Linked DNA regions of Capra hircus: region 2 is linked to region 1. The links are chromatin contacts, called in public Hi-C maps. All regions are on one chromosome and are shown on one strand. The core of a region is the stretch at or near the end of the contact, and the rest is flanking DNA. Distances in the headings are between cores, read along the strand shown. Region 1 overlaps LOC108636385 (a long non-coding RNA gene). Region 2 holds the start of IRF1 (interferon regulatory factor 1).

Region 1 (4,384 bases), core at 520-3,019:
AGGGGCAGTTTCTTCGTGTCGATGTAGAATTGCATTCAAAAAGATTATCTAACGCCAGGTTAAAATCAAAAGATATTAGATCTAATTCTTCTCTTGATACTCTAATATATCTCTTGAGTTTTCTAAGTGGTATCTTGTAATATTCTTTTAAAAAACACAAGAAAGAAATATACATTGGTCCTTAGGTCTTACTTGAAACAATGTAGAATTAGTTTACTTGAGGGGTTATGCAAGTACTTTTTTCCAGATGTATTTGGTAGATGAGTGGGGGAAGCGGAGGCATGGGCCCCAGAGAGGAGCAAGGCAGGAGGGAAATCTCAGCTCCCCCAGGGCCCACCCCTGTGGCCACAGGCGCTGGCCAGTCATTCTTGGTGTGCCTGTTGCTTGCTCGCTGGGTGTTGTGCTTCACAGCTGAGTGCTTCTGTGTCCAGTTTCACTCTGCTTCTGACTCACAAAGCTCTGGAGTTGAGCTGTTGGTTTTTAGTAAAAGCAGGTGTTAGAAAGAATATGCTGAAGGGTGAATCAGCCCCTAAGGGTCTTTGATAGACCTGGTCCTAAAAAACACTTCCTGTCTGTCTGTTGTGCGTGTTTTGGTTTTTTTTTTTTTGAACACCAGTTAACTGTTTTCAGTTTAACTGTGTTTTCCTTCCTGAAATCTTGAAGTGAGACTAGTCCTTGTGATTTATTCAATGCATTGTTTTCAGGGAGTTCTTTTACTTGTCAAGTCTGGGTTGGAGGTAGAGGTGGGGTTTTTTTTTTTGTTTTTTTTTCCCCTTCCCTTGGGTAATAGAGGTAGTATTGGGGAGCATTTTAACTGAATTCTAACTTCAGATGAGTCAGCAAGAATTTTTATGTATTATTTAATGCCTGGTAGGGAGGAGACATCATAAGAGAAGAGACAGTTGCCCTCAAGGATCCCACAGTCTGGTTGGAGAGTCAAAACTTTGTTCCTATCTGTTAACATGCAATACTTACACCAGTGAGTGCCCAGAAAAGCCCATGTTGGGGAGACTTCGTGCTGCCTGCCCCTGGGCTTAGGTTGACTCTGGTAGGAGAGAAGAAAGTGGGTGGTAGCCCAAAGTGCGCAGATATGAGGAGGAGCGGGAGTGTCGGAAGGAGTCAGAGGGACCATACCTGGTACACTGGGCTGACCGGATTTTGGTGATAGTGGGATTTGATGATCAAGCCAGGGAGTTTGACTTAATATCACAAAGGGTAGGAAGTAAAGACTTTTGAACAGGAAGACAAGCTTACTATATAAAAGGGGGACATTTATTTCCATTTTGCACCTGAGAAAAGCAGTGTTTTTCAAACGTTGTCTTCTCAAATGACTCTCCAGAATCACACGGCTGATGGAGGTTGGATCTGCCAGACCCCAGAGTTCACACACACACACACACACACACACACACACACACACACACTTGCGTCCACACAGGCCTGCGTTATCTGCAGAGCACAGGCTGGCCTCCAGTTCACGAAGGCTTCCCCCAGCTCTGACCTCGTGTGACCCTCTGAATCTATACATGGCTGCCCTTGTTTGTGTCACTCCCTGGGCTGAACCAACTCACTTGCCAGCCTGTCTGAGGCCCTGGGGAAACAGGGACAGGAACCTAGCCAGGCCTTCATGGTCTGCACAGCAACAGCCCAGGCAAGTTCCCAGAGCTGCAGAGACTGACAGGGGAATTTTGGAGGTAGAGGTCCCCAGGCATGTCTTCCCTCCACGGTGGGAGCCACAGGGCTGATCGAGATCTGGGCAGGATGACAGCACAGCTGCAACCGTAACACAAGTTGACTCTTGCTGCTACCTTAATCCTCCAGCGCAGGCCAGAGAATGTGAGGACGCGTGCCGAAGTTTTCCATTCATTCCTTTGTTTATTCCTTCATAAAGTTTTCAGCAAATAGCTAAGCACCTTAAAGGTGTCAGCCTCTGAGCTTACAGCAGTAAACAAAACAACCTGCCTTCGTGGTGCTTGCAGTCTGCTTCTGGAGGCAGGCAGTGCCCTTTTTTGTTGTTGTTGTTAATTTTATATATTTGTTGTTGGCTGTGCTGGGTGTTCACTGCTGTGCGGGCTTTTCTCTAGTTGCTGAGAGTGGAGGCTACACTCTCGTTGCGTTGCGAGGGTTCCTCATCGCGGTGGCTTCTCTCGTTGTGGAGCACCACTCTAGGTCGCGGGGGCTCAGTGGTGGCGGTTCCTGGGCTCTAGAGCACAGGCTCGGTAGTTGTGGCGCACAGGCTTAGTTGCTCCATGGCGTGTAGGGTCTTCCCAGACTAGGGATCAAACCTGTGTCTCCTGCACTGGCTGGTGAACCCTTTGCCACTGAGCCACCAGGGAAGCTCCGACAGGCAGTGCTTTATGCAATGTTTGGGAGCAGTAGATGCTGTGGGGAAGAGTCAAGCACGGAAAGGGTTTAGAGTGACAGGATAGTCCAGGAACACTTCTTTAACGGGGTCTTTGAGCAGAAGTCTAGGTGAAGTCAGGGAGCAAGCGAAGTGAATGTCTGTGTTCCAGGCAGAGGGAACAGTAAATTCATAGCCCTGAGTCGGGATTGTTTGCGGAACAGGAAGGAGGCCAGTGCACCAGAGAGCCCTCTCCTCCTGCCAGGGAGGAGAGGCAGCAGCGGGAGGAGGGGCCTCGCAGGGCACTGAGGGAGGGTAGGATCTTGCTCTCCTCCCAGCTCTAAGGTGTGGTTGAAGCACTGTTCCTGGTTGGTTGTCCTCGATCTCAGAATTCTGTTTAGACCCTTCCCTTGCAGTATTAGCCACTATTATTAGTTCTGTTGTCTGCAACTATCAGTCCTGATACAGAGCTTTGCCAGGAGAGGGAAGACCAACTACGGTCTGAACTCAATATTGACCAGCTTTGTCGTGAAATAAAATTTGCTTTTAAGGTTAGAAAGGGTGTACTTGAATATTAGATTAAAAGGTTTAAGTTTTGATTGGAGGGGCTCCACCTTAACACAAATGGGAATCCTAGTTCTGTCTTCCTCTTAATCTCCCGGCGGAGGACCTAAGTTGGCCAACTTTGCTTAACCTTTCTGGTGTCATCCATAGAATTTGGCTCGTCCTGGGATTCTTGCCCACAGGGAAGCAAGGAGGGGAAAAAATAACTTATTGAGGGTCTTTCCCCTTCTTGGAGGTCTCTGATTCAGTGGACACATTCTGCAAAATGTGCTTCAGGGGACTAGGGTTATACCTTAAGCGACGTCCAGGGAGTTGTGATTTTTATTTGTATTTTGAAGCCCCTCTTCCCTTTTTTTTTTTTTTTTTTTTGCTTTGAAATGATTTTACAGGTGTCCTTTATAAAGTAACTCTGAATGTCACAGTGGGGAACAGCATGGAAAACACGCGACCCCGAGAGCCAGAGCCGCCCTTTCTGACTGTGTGGCTCTGGGCATGTCTCCTAACTTTCCTGTTCCTCCACAGCTTCCTGCGAACGGCAGGGAAAATGTCAGCTACCTCAGAGGAGCCTCAGAAGATGAATGTGATGATGCATCCAGCATGGGCCTGGCCCAGAGTAAGACCTCAGTGAATGTCAGCTATGACGACGGTTTAGGCCAGGGAGGTTGAGTGACTTGCTTAAGGTCATGTGGAGAGTTAGGAGCAAAGCTGGAAACAGGCGCCATGGCTCATGGGGTCCCAGGCCAGTGCTTTCTCCCCAGGATTCACTTTGGTGTCCAAGAGAAAACGGTAATATCCAGGAACAATTCTGAGTCTAATCCTCTGCAGCTGGTACTGGCTGTTGTAGGGGATTGAGGCACAAGGCCTTCTCAACACACGGGACCCTCAGCCTTGGGCGTTAGGAGCCCCTCATAGAAGGGCATCCGTGGTAACAGATGCTGGGAGCCTCCTTTGTTTTCTGAGGGCTGGGGACAGTGTGCTTCCAGTGTCCTCTTCCCCATTCCCCACCAGACCAGACCAGACCTGCACCACCCTTGCCCTCTCCCCGGGGTGACACAGACTAAACCTGGAGTGTGGAGGGGCCTGAGCAAACGCGCAGGGGGCAGGTGGACACTCTAGAACTCTCTGTCCTGAGCAAAGCTGGGCCCTTACTCCTACAGCAGGACCCTATACCTCAGGCCTGCAAAGTGGGTGTGGGAGGAGTCTCCTAAGACCCTCTGGGAAAAGAAGCCTGACTTGCCCTATGGGGCAGGGATGGCAGATGCCCTTTCCAGCTGCCCTGGTCACCCTGCAGCCCGAGGACTGCTCCCACTGCTCTTAGATACACAGTTGTGGCCCTTGCTCCTAAAAAAGTAATTTTAACATCTACCCAAGTGGGTCTTCCCAGGATACGCACAGCTCTTGAAATTTTGCTTCAGCTAGTATAGCACAGTGGAGAAGCCCACAGTCGGTCAGGCCGGGCTTGAATCCCAGGTGTGCTTC
Region 2 (4,384 bases), core at 719-3,218, 65 kb after region 1:
GAGTCTGTTCTTTTTGCAGCAGCAAGAGGCCTCTTGGGTCTGGACAACTGGTGCAAGGTTAATTCTTGGCTCACCTGCTGGGTCAGCCACCTCTTCCTGCCAGCAGTGCCCACTTCTCTGTCTCCTATCTGCCCAAGTGGAGCCCTCTAGAAGGCTGTGTGTACCTGTAGAGGTCTCCCTCAGTACAGGCCAGAACTCTGGCTCTGCAGATGCTGGGAGAATCTTGCTGCTGGAAAACTGTTAAGTGGCCTCAGAAGGGAGGTGGGCAGAAGGCAGCCAGTGGGGCCCTGCCTGGGCTGTGTCTTATACACTCCCTGCAGGATCCACTGGGAAATACATCTACCTACTCCTTATCACTTCTCTTTTTGAACTGCATCTGAAGCGTTGGACCCCCAAAGAACATAGGTTAAAACAGTGGCAGAAAAGTCCAAAGAGTAACACTCACTTTATTAATCCAGATCAGCCCTGGGATTTGGTTGGAATTAATCTGCATCTCTAGCCAGGGTCTCATGCGCATCCGAGTGATAGGCATGTTGGCTGTGAAGAGAAGACAGAAGGCTCCTGTTAGGAGTCTGTTGAGCAGTCCCTGGCCACTACCCACCCCCACCCCAAGTCATTCAGTTACCCTCTCCTGCCCTCATCTAGATACCAAGTACTACAATCATGCAGAAGGGGACTTTCTCTCTAATAAAACCTCCCTCCAAATCTTTTCAGCATCTTGAGCAACACACTCCCTCCCTCAGCCCCTCCTAGACAGTCTTGGGAGAGGACAGACATGCCAAGTGATACTTTGAAGATTTATGTTAAGGAAAAGAAACAAAACACACAGATATCTAAATACTAGAACTTTACTCCCCAAATTCAAATTGTTTGGGAAGAGAGGGGCTTCTTTTGCTTGATGCCAAGAAATTTCCCTGTTTGAGCTGTTGTCACTAGCCGTGCACCTTCGCTAATGGACAGTCACCCTGCATCCTCGTCACCACCCCCCCCAATCTATCCCTTGCCTGCCTGACAGCCACAGTGCCAAGGCCGGTACGCTAACCCTTTGGGCCTGGCTGCCCTCCTTGGGCAAAGTGGCCCAAAGAACACCTGTGGCGCCTCTTCCCGCGGTTCCGGGAGGTCCTCCAACCACCCAGCGCAGCCGGCCCCAGCCTCCGCCACCTGCAGAGACAGCCCGAAACCTGGGGGCTGGGCCTGAGCTGGAACCGCCGAAAAGCGGGCGCAGGGAGCAAAGGGCGCCCATGCTTTGATATACAGTCGAATCCCCCGCACAGCCCTTGGATGCGCGCAACCAACACAGAGGGCCACCCAGAGGCCGCCAGCGGCTCTGGCACGGACAACCTCGGCGGGGTGGGCGGTCCACGCCGCTGCCCGCCCTCCCCGCGCAGCTGCTTGCGGCTCCTCGGGCGCCCTCCGAGCCCGCGCGGGGGCCCCGGCAACGCCGCGCACCCGTCACTCTCCCGGCAAGGGTTTTAGTCCCCCACTTCCTGGTGCCCCGAGAGCGCCTTTGTCCGAAGCCACCGGTGCCCCCTGCGGCGAAGGCGAGCTCACCTCGACGGCAGGCGCTCCCCGACGGCAGCAACCGAGGGTCCCGGCGAGGACTGCTTTTGCCGGCGCTAGGCGCGCGATTCCAGTGGGAACGGGGAGAAGGCAGAGGATGCCCGGGTCGCGGAGCCGCTGGGCACGGCTGGCCTTGACTTGGCACGGCTGGCCTTGACTTGGCACGGCTCTCGCTGGCCTCTGCTAGCCAGACTTGGGCGCACGTCCTGCCTCGACGAAGGAGTGGCGCGCTCTGCCTGAACCGCGGCGCCGCGGAGAATCTAAACACTTAGCGGGATTCCCCCAGCCCGGGCCGGGCCCCGCCTCCTAGAGAGCCGAGAGGACGCCCATTGGCCAGCGCCGCCTCATCATTTCGGGGAAATCAGGCTGTTGTAGAGCTAGCGGCGAAGGGGAAGTACAGGGCGGCTGCCCCTCCCCACCCCCTCCGGCCTGGCGCCGCCGCCCCGGGGCGACCGCGGGCCCGCCCCGCCGGCTCCCACTCCACCCCCATACCAGCGCACCAGCGCTCCTGGAAAGTCGAACGCCCCCGGCCCGCAGTTGCTCCCCTCACTCGGCGCTCACCCAGCCTGCTAGCTCCTGAGGCCATCTCCTTGCTCTTCTTTCCTGGGGATGCCCCGGGATCTCTTGTCATCCCAGCCCCGGTGAGGGGGTTCACCCCGGCACCTGCCGTCCTCTTCAGAGTGGACGCGAGCATTGAGTCCTTGAAAACCAACCTGCTTCCTCAAGCCCATTAATGGGTGTCAAGCAGGGAGCGTTTCGGCCTTCAAACCTTCGAGGGGTGGCCCACCTCCGGGGGGTTCACCTTCCCCGGGGAAGTAAAGGAAATCCTACCCTGCGTGGGGCTGCCAAGACGAGAAGAAATCCCTGTTTGGCAGCTGTAGTTTCCTCAACTCCAAAACAATAGCCCTACTTTGCTGCTTTCCCGTGACAGAGAGATGATGTCTGAAACATCATGCCCTACTTGGGCAGCAGATGATGCGTGGTTTTCGAGGCCCCTGCTAGAGTCTGTGACCAGGGACAGACCTCTTCCGCTTCTCCATCTACATTCTTGGGACTGCCCCGCTGCTGGCCTTAGGGAAAGAGAGAAGGGTTTCAGAGAAGCCAGGCCTGCTGAGTTGGGGTGGGGGTGGGGTAGCCTTGGTTCCTCCTAGCACTCCTGCCTTAGGCCACCTCCACAGCCTCACTTGGTCCTTGCATGAGAGCCTTCCCTGGCAGCACGGGTTTAGTTTCTGGGGCCTCAGGGCTTGGTCCAGAGAGATTCTGGGCAAATGGGGTATTTGCTTACTTTGATCAAGGCTATGGGTCTAGTTAAACGGTTGGGGAGCCCAGGTCCCAGGTGCTTTGGGAATGATAGCTATCGAACTCCTGTGCTTACAACTAGACCTTGCCCTACTTGTACACCTAGAGGTCGGGCTGAATCTTCATTTTTCTCTCCAGAGCTCTGGCCAGCAGGCTTCTTCCTTCATCTCCCCAAAGCTGCTGACTCAGAAGTAAATCTCTCTTCCAGGTCAGGTTGGTTGTGTCATTCCTGTCATCCCAGCTCTCCCTCCATAGCAGCACCCAGTTGCAGTGCTGCAGGCTGGAAACAGACACATGGATGCACCATTCCACCTGTCAGTCACGCTATAGCTTTCCTCCCACAGAGGAAATGGATGGGTTAATCCAATTCTGGTACACCAGAATCTGATGCTGTGACTAAGGCCACACTTGGTTCCCAGGAAACCAATAGGAATGGGTCAGAGCTGTCTCCCAGATACTGACGGGCGAGGGAGCTGAGAGGCAGAGAGGCAGGAGAAACTGTGAGGAATGAGACTACCTGGGTGTTAAGCAAATGGAAGGTGCTGAAACCCTGGAAGGGGGAGAAGGGTTGGGGTGCTTTAAATGACAGAAGGGAGTGGGAATGCACTACAGAAACCAAGACCTTTCGAGCAAGAAGAGAAAACAAGTGGCTTCTGAGTTGCTAAGTCTGTTTTCTGTGCAGCAAATGAGTGCTTGTCCTACCCCTAGGAAACTGACACAGCTGCTGGAAAATGCAGAGTGAGATTAGGGAAGCGAAGTTTGCATTTCATGTGGTCTGAGAAATTGACCTTGGGAAGGCAACAGGAGAGAGTAAAGTGTGCTTTAAAATAAAAATTTTAATTCATAGATAATCATCTGTAGGTATACATCTATAATGAGCGTCTTTCTGTGTCATGAAACGTACTTCTGCAACATCATTTGTAATGGGTATATATTATTCTTCCATAAGGATAAATAAAAATTTACCCAATTAATCCCCTATTGTAGGACATTTAGGTTATTTCCATTTTTTCATAATACAGACAGCACTGTGTAGCTAAATCTTTGCGCACACCAATCATTTTTTTGCTAAGGAGAAATTCCCCAGTGTTAGTATTTACCAGTGAAATTGTCATTTTACATTTTTGAAGTGATCTTTGCCTTTTTTTAAACTTTTAACTTTGGGGATTCTTTCATACTCTTGATGCTTATTATGATTGGGGGTGCTATACTCCAATCAGTGAAATAAAAGCTAACCTCTGTTTAAGCATCTCACATTTTTATTGTAACTGTTCTTGATGAATCCCATTCTAAGATGTATCACGCATTCCTTGTGAAGCTAGACAGACGCATTTTGTCCTTTTTAGGTTTCTGTTAGTAATTCAGGGCTGGCCTTTCCACATTTCTGACTCAAAATACTCTTCTGTACTTCCAGCCATCCCCTTTGGGCAGGTGACCTCCAAAACCACACTGTGGCTGCCTTCTGGCTGCTCCCCTACAAACCTATCCGCAGATTCCACACACAGCAAACAGAACTCTTGGCCTC

The links. Hi-C and Micro-C count contacts between places; a contact is called where the count stands out from the background.
Region 2: a contact with region 1 is called in a Hi-C map of blood, with 4 times the contacts expected there. The contact joins the promoter of IRF1 here to the enhancer-like site in region 1. A contact is called at or near these places in 4 of 5 Hi-C or Micro-C datasets (blood and liver).

The regions. Positions count from the first base shown.
Region 1 is chr7:88,570,907-88,575,290 of ARS1.2, forward strand. All of the region lies in intron 2 of LOC108636385 (a long non-coding RNA gene), which reads left to right. Among named protein-coding and RNA genes, the nearest start is that of SLC22A5, 62 kb to the left of the region's middle. Within about 2 kb of position 1,770, at least 3 of the 5 cell types and tissues checked have an H3K27ac peak or open chromatin away from gene starts, as enhancers often do.
Region 2 is chr7:88,635,762-88,640,145 of ARS1.2, forward strand. IRF1 (interferon regulatory factor 1) reads right to left here and starts at 1,969. Exons shown (of 10, transcript XM_005682621.3): 1 at 1,552-1,969; 2 at 446-537. The coding sequence starts at 532. It overlaps LOC108636385 (a long non-coding RNA gene), which reads left to right. Exons shown (of 3, transcript XR_001918330.1): 3 at 1-439.